Linked DNA regions of Mus musculus: region 2 is linked to region 1. The links are chromatin contacts, called in public HiCAR-type maps. All regions are on one chromosome and are shown on one strand. Each heading gives the region's core, a stretch centred on a gene start, on an enhancer-like site or on the middle of the called end of the contact. The rest is flanking DNA. Distances are from core to core; before and after follow the strand shown.

Region 1 (2,978 bases), core at 330-2,829:
ATCCGAGATTTTTAAAAATCTCTTATTAGTTTATGGTTTGCCTCTTTCTTTCCTGTCGAGACAGGCTTTTATTTAGTCTGGTTTGAAACTTGCTATGTAGATATCTTTGACCTCCCTCAAGCCAGCACCAACACTGCCCACTCTTCAGTTCACCAGTTGATATAATAAACACTTGGGTGTTTGGTCACTCTGAATGCTGCCATGATCCAGACATAGTGACATATGCTTGCAATCTTAGCTTATGGAGGGGGCGCCCTGGGGCCTCTAACTAAAGAAAATAACTAAAACAAAAAACTTGGCTCAGGCCCCTTTGATCTCTTTAAGTGTCTGTCGCCTCAGCCACCCACAGCTCCTATCTCAGGCCTCTACTCAAGCATTCCCCTGGCTATGCATCCCAGCAACTTGCTACAGCACTGCCAGGGCCATACAAATGCTCTGAAGTTATTTTTCATTCATTCATTCATTCATTCATCCATCCATTGCCCATTTTGATGGAAGGTGTTAGCCTGGTCAACAGAGAGCTAGAAGGGAAACATTTTAACATTCTTCCTGGCCTACCTGACTCCTGATCCTATTAGTATCTTGTAAGACAGATTTGTTTTTGTTTTTCAAGATGGGCTTTCCTGGAACTCCCTATGTAGATCAGGCTAGCCTGGGACTCACAGAGATCTGCCTGCCTCTGCATCCCAAGTGCTAAGTCTAATGGCATGCACCACCACTGCCCGGCTGTAAAGCTGATTCATACAGGTTTGTTTTCCCAAAAAAATTTCCCCCAAATCAAAGCCTGTTTTGGAGACAGGTTTCTCTGTAGTGTAGTCCTGGCTGTCCTGGAACTCACTCTGTAGACCAGGCTGGCCTCGAACTCGGAATTCCACCTGCCTCTTGTCTCCCGAGTGCTGGGATTAAAGGCATGCGCCACCACTGCCCGGCTGCCTGTGCTGTCTTAAGTCGCTCATTCCCTGTCTAATACAGGCGGCCTAGTGTTCAGCACTCCCTACCATTTCCATGCAGTCTCCCTTGTGCTCCGGAAGCTCACTCAAAACCAGACCCGTTCAGTCCAAGTTATTTACCACTGCCCCCCACCCCCACCCCTCACCCCCCAAAGTCACAGAGATGATGTGTGACAGCCGCTTCCCTACTGCCAAGGTAACTCCTAAAACCTGCTGGGCGGCTGAGGTCCGTTCTCCAGCCTCTCTGCCTTTCAAATGCAGAGATCTCGGCGTGCACCAGCATTTCCCCGCCCTTCCATTAATCAGCCGATGGCACTTGGTCCACCTTTTGGGTTTTGTGAATATTGAAGATATAAGCGCTCCAAACAACTCACCTACCGCGAGGCTTTGGTCCTTGGCTGTTTTACAGGCAAGCTGGGCCTTAGTTTCCCATTAAGATGAATAGATTTTCTGGCTATGACTCTTTTCCTAGTCCGTACCTGAAGGCAGATCTGCCAGGGCGGGTCCCTGTGGCGTTGTCTCTCGCAGATAAGACAGGTCCGGATGCCCTTACAGCCGCACTCCTGCAAAAGAGAAACTTCAGCCGCCGCCGCCATCGCGTCCTCCGATCAGTTAAGAGCGCAGGCGCGAGACGCAGGGGCCGCTGGGAGTTGTAGTCATCGCAGAAGCAGGAGGTGGGGCGTAAGGCTGGCGTTCTACTTCCTTCCGGTCGCAACGGACTCGCAAAGGGTTTGTTGTGCGCCACCTCCTGGGCTCCCCGGCAGCGGGCCTTAGCGACCGGACTTCGTGGAGGCGCGGGTTCGGTTGAGCCCTCGGCCACCCATGGCTCCTCTCACGCCGCAACTGCTCCTGCAACGTGGGCGACCCAAGACGGATAAGCTGGGGAAGATTCAGAGTTTGAAGTAAGAGCATGTGGGGTTGAAGCGGATCCGGGGCGTGGGGTTCTTCCCCGCCAGGGTGGTTTGATGGGCGGAATGCAAGGCTCAGACCCCTCCGTCTCCTCCTCCTGCCCGGGTTATTCTGTTATCCGGGATTCGAGCCCCAGTCGAATCTCGCGCCAAACGGAGATGTGGGAGATTGGCAGCCAACGCCCGGCGTCAGATAAACTTGGAGCGAACGCCCTTAGCCTTGCGCGGAGTGGAAAGACTGATGAGATACTAAGGGATGTTGAGGGATCCTGTGTAGCACGGAACGGGCTAGCAGGAACTAGTAAAAACAAGAAGGAACTTGGAAGTCTTGGGCTCTAAAGTCATTTTGTTTTGTTTGTTTGCTTGCCTGTTTGTTTTTGAGACAGGGTTTCTCTGTGTAGCCCTGGCTGTCCTGGAACTCACTCTGTAGACCAGGCTGGCTTCGAACTCAGAAATCCACCTGCCTCTGCCTCACAAGTGCTGGGATTAAAGGCGTGCGTGTGCCACCACTGCCCGGCAACAAAGTACTCTTTAAGGGAGGGAAGATGGGCCACAGAAATGATCTGCAGATAAAGGTGCCTGTCTGTCATCAAGCCTGAATTCAATCCCTTGGGCCCAGACAGTGGAGCAAAGCAGCTCCCTAAAACCATGACCCCCTTAATCACGCTTTGATTGTGCCCATTCCTATCCACACACCACACACAGATACATAGACACTCTGTAATACATAGAAAGGTAAGTTAGGAAGTGAGAAGGCTAGAACAGTTGGCATAGCTCAGTTGCTACATTGCTTACTAGACATGCACAGAGCCTGAGTATCCCTAGGGTTCCATCCCTATCAACACCTGAACAGCTCCCAAGGGGTGGCACATGCCTGTCATCTCAGCACGTGGGTAGGGGGAGGAGAGTTAAGTTCAAGGCTTTCCTGGACTACGCAATGAGTTGTGTAGGATGGGATCTCTTGAGTTTTGCGGCCAACCTAGTCTACATAGTTCAGGCTAGCCAAGTCTAAAGCAAGCTTCATGCTTGCACAAGAACTTTGTTGGTGGAAATCCCTCTGGGACAGATGGGGTAATTAATGGGAGGGTCTGGCCCGCTCCCTCAGCTCTCTTGCTCTCTG
Region 2 (2,978 bases), core at 319-2,818, 3.2 Mb before region 1:
GTCACTCTGCGTCTCTGCTGAAAAGTCAACCACGTCTCTCTGCAGACCGAGTCCTCTCTGCCTTTTGAAGCCTCTGTGGTGCTTGGAGTCCTGGGCCACCAGGGCCTTTGAGAGCTCAGAGACACATGTGACCCAGTGCTGGCCAGCCAGACTTGTAGGTTGAACTGTCCGGCTGCTGGGTCAGGACAGCTCGAGCCACAGGGAAGCTGAGAGGCTGCAGGCAGGAGCAAGTAACTAGGGCAGGTTAAGGAAAACAGGAGCCTCACTTGTGAGCACAGATCTCACTCCCCCAAGGGCTTGGCTTCATGTCTCAGTATGTTTGGGTCATTAAAGGAGGGGATTATGCTAGGACATTGTGGGGTAAGGAAGGAGAGAATGCCCAGGGAGCTGCAAGAGTCTCCTCCAGTCTGTGAACCACACAGGCATCCCCTCCCAACTACTCAGCCTACACATTCTGACCTAAATCCCCATGCATCCCCACATTAGGTTTAGCTGGATGTGTCGCAGCTTTCTTCATGAGCCCATTCAAGAGTCACGGGGAGCCGGGCGTGGTGGCGCACGCCTTTAATCCCAGCACTCAGGAGGCAGAGGCAGGCGGATTTCTGAGTTCGAGGCCAGCCTGGTCTACAAAGTGAGTTCCAGGACAGGGCTACACAGAGAAACCCTGTCTCGAAAAACCAAAAAAAAAAAAAAAAAAAAAAAGAGTCACGGGGACACTGATACACTGTACCCTGGGAGCAACCAGAGGTTCTAGTTTGGAAATCTGGACCTTGTGGTTGTTCTTCAAAGACTTACATGGCAGGTTAGGATAATGTGACTGTACCCTTAGTGTAATTATTAATAGTGTTTCCTTGCACTCACAGAGATAGTGCCTGGTCCCCTATGGGTGGAGTGGCCTCAGGACACGTCCAGAGGCGTTTCAATAGGATTAACTTATAGTTCTTTCAAGCTAGCTTAACCCCAGGTTATCAGTGCCTCTGATACATGGAGGTGGACATAGATGTCAGGTTGCTGGATCAGGACGAGAATAGGAATGCAGCTCGCAAGAACATAATCACAGACCGGGGCGCGCTAAATTGGCAGGTGCTGTTCTGGACAGCGGGTACTAAGTTAGTCCTAGTCAGCAAGCCTGAGGACCGAAGAAACTGTATCCCTTCACTTGGGGTTCTAGTTGCTGGTACTGCCTCCCGTGCCCGATGAATGTTCAGGGCCGATGGCGCAAGTTCCGCTATCTCTACGCACGGGTTCCAAATGTCCTGACGCTCTTAACCAACAGAAGGGACGAAGATGGTAACCGTAGCGTCCTAGGAGAGCCCGTCCGCCTCCTCGGGCAGCAAACCCACCGCCCGCCGCGGGTTCAGGACCACACTCCCTGTCCCTGGCGTCCACCCAGCGCAGCCTGGCGCGGTCTCCTCCCGCCTGGAACAGAGCATTAGGGGCTCCCCTCCCCGGGCCCCACTCACCGCTCGCTGGGCGGCGGCCCGCGCACCGGCCGCGGGCGGGCAGCTGGGCTTGCAGGAGGCAGCGGAGCTCACGGCGCGCACGCCGTGGGGGCTGTGTACACACGTGACCCCGTCCCGCCCCCGGGGGCTGCTCGCGTGGTCCCGCCCCCGCCCGCCGAGCAACGCCGTCAGGCCCTGCCCTCTCTCCCGACCCACAGCTCGGTGGCTCCGCCCTTTTCTTGGAACCGGTGCTTAGTTCCCGCAGGCTCCGCCCCCAGTCCGAACGGACAATCCCCTTGGCCAGCCACGGCCGGCCGCCTTAATGCTGGAGGGCGGCGCACCTGCCCCCATTAAAGTTTGTAATTTCCCCGACCTGTGCTTCCCCGGTCCTAGAGGCGTCTAAGTGGAGCTGTCCGGAGAAAACAGCTCCGACCCACTGTGTAGCTGCTGTCCAACATGAAAGTGGGAATGGTGCCATTTAGAGTATTTGCCTAACAGTCAGGAAGCCCGGCGTTTAGTCCTCAACACCACATAAGCCAGGGGTAGTGGTGCGTGCATACATGTAGTCCCAACACTCAGGAGATAGAGCAGGGAGGATCAGAAGTTCAAGGCTGTCCCTGGCTACATAGTCACCTGAAGGGTATCCTGGGATACATGAGATCTTAAAAAACAAAGAGTAACAACAACAAAATACACACACACACACAGATAGCCTAACTGGGCATGATGGTGCCCATCTATAATCTCAGCACTCAAGAGGCAGAGCAAGGACTGCCATAAATCCAAGGCTGTTGTAGCTTACATAGCAAATTCTGGGCCAACTGGGGTTGCAAAGTAAGACTGTCAAAAGTGGGGGGAGGGTCCTGGAGTTGTTGGCCCAATTGCAAGCAGGAGGACCTATGTTTGATCCCTCAGAACCCATGTCAGAAAGGTTGAGTGTGGTAGCATGTGCTTGTAGTGCTAGGGAGGTGGCAGGCGCTGGGGCCCTTTGGGCCAGCCTATCTAACTTTCACATTTCAGGCCACCAACCACCCCCACCCCCAAAAAGCCAACCCTGTCTTATAAAAAACAAGGTGGACAGCACCTGAGGAATGATGGCCAAGGTGGACCTCTGGGCTCCATAGGCACATAATCTAAAATGAAAGTAAACCATAAATAATTGACCCTCAGGATTCCTGGTGAGACTCTGAAGTGTCAGGGTTCCTGGGCCTTCCAGAGGGTTCCTGTGAGGTTTCACTCACAACTGGGGAGTGCTGCTGGTGAACCGAGCACCCTCCTAGTGCAAGGCCCCACTGGCTGCCTGCTCTGCACCACCCGAAGCACAGCACAGATGTTCAGAGTAAGAGGGCCCAGCCGCCGACTCGGCTGCGGGCGGTCCTCCCATTGAGCAGGCATGTCCCCGAGCTAGACATCTTGGACATGGTAGGGTGTGTGAATTGCTGTCTGACCTCGTGCTCTGAGGTTGATATTTGAAAAATCCCACAGAGCTGGCCTCCCTCGTGCTGCAGGGAGGGCTCCTAAGGGTCAGGCATGGCC

What was found. HiCAR-type assays count read pairs that join an accessible place to other places.
Region 2: a HiCAR-type map of astrocytes shows a contact between it and region 1, with 7 times the contacts expected there. The contact joins the promoter of Gpr146 here to the promoter of Alkbh4 in region 1. A contact is called at or near these places in 1 of 484 Hi-C or Micro-C datasets (CD8 T cells) and 1 of 115 datasets of contacts at active chromatin or transcription factors (astrocytes).

The regions. Positions count from the first base shown.
Region 1 is chr5:136,134,746-136,137,723 of GRCm38.p6, reverse strand. Alkbh4 (alkB homolog 4, lysine demethylase) reads right to left here and starts at 1,579. Exons shown (of 3, transcript NM_001347492.1): 1 at 1,430-1,579. The coding sequence starts at 1,546. It overlaps Lrwd1 (leucine-rich repeats and WD repeat domain containing 1), which reads left to right and starts at 1,650. Exons shown (of 15, transcript NM_027891.4): 1 at 1,650-1,852. The coding sequence starts at 1,773.
Region 2 is chr5:139,379,229-139,382,206 of GRCm38.p6, reverse strand. Gpr146 (G protein-coupled receptor 146) reads right to left here and starts at 1,568. Exons shown (of 2, transcript NM_030258.5): 1 at 1,464-1,568. All of the region lies in intron 2 of 3110082I17Rik (RIKEN cDNA 3110082I17 gene), which reads left to right.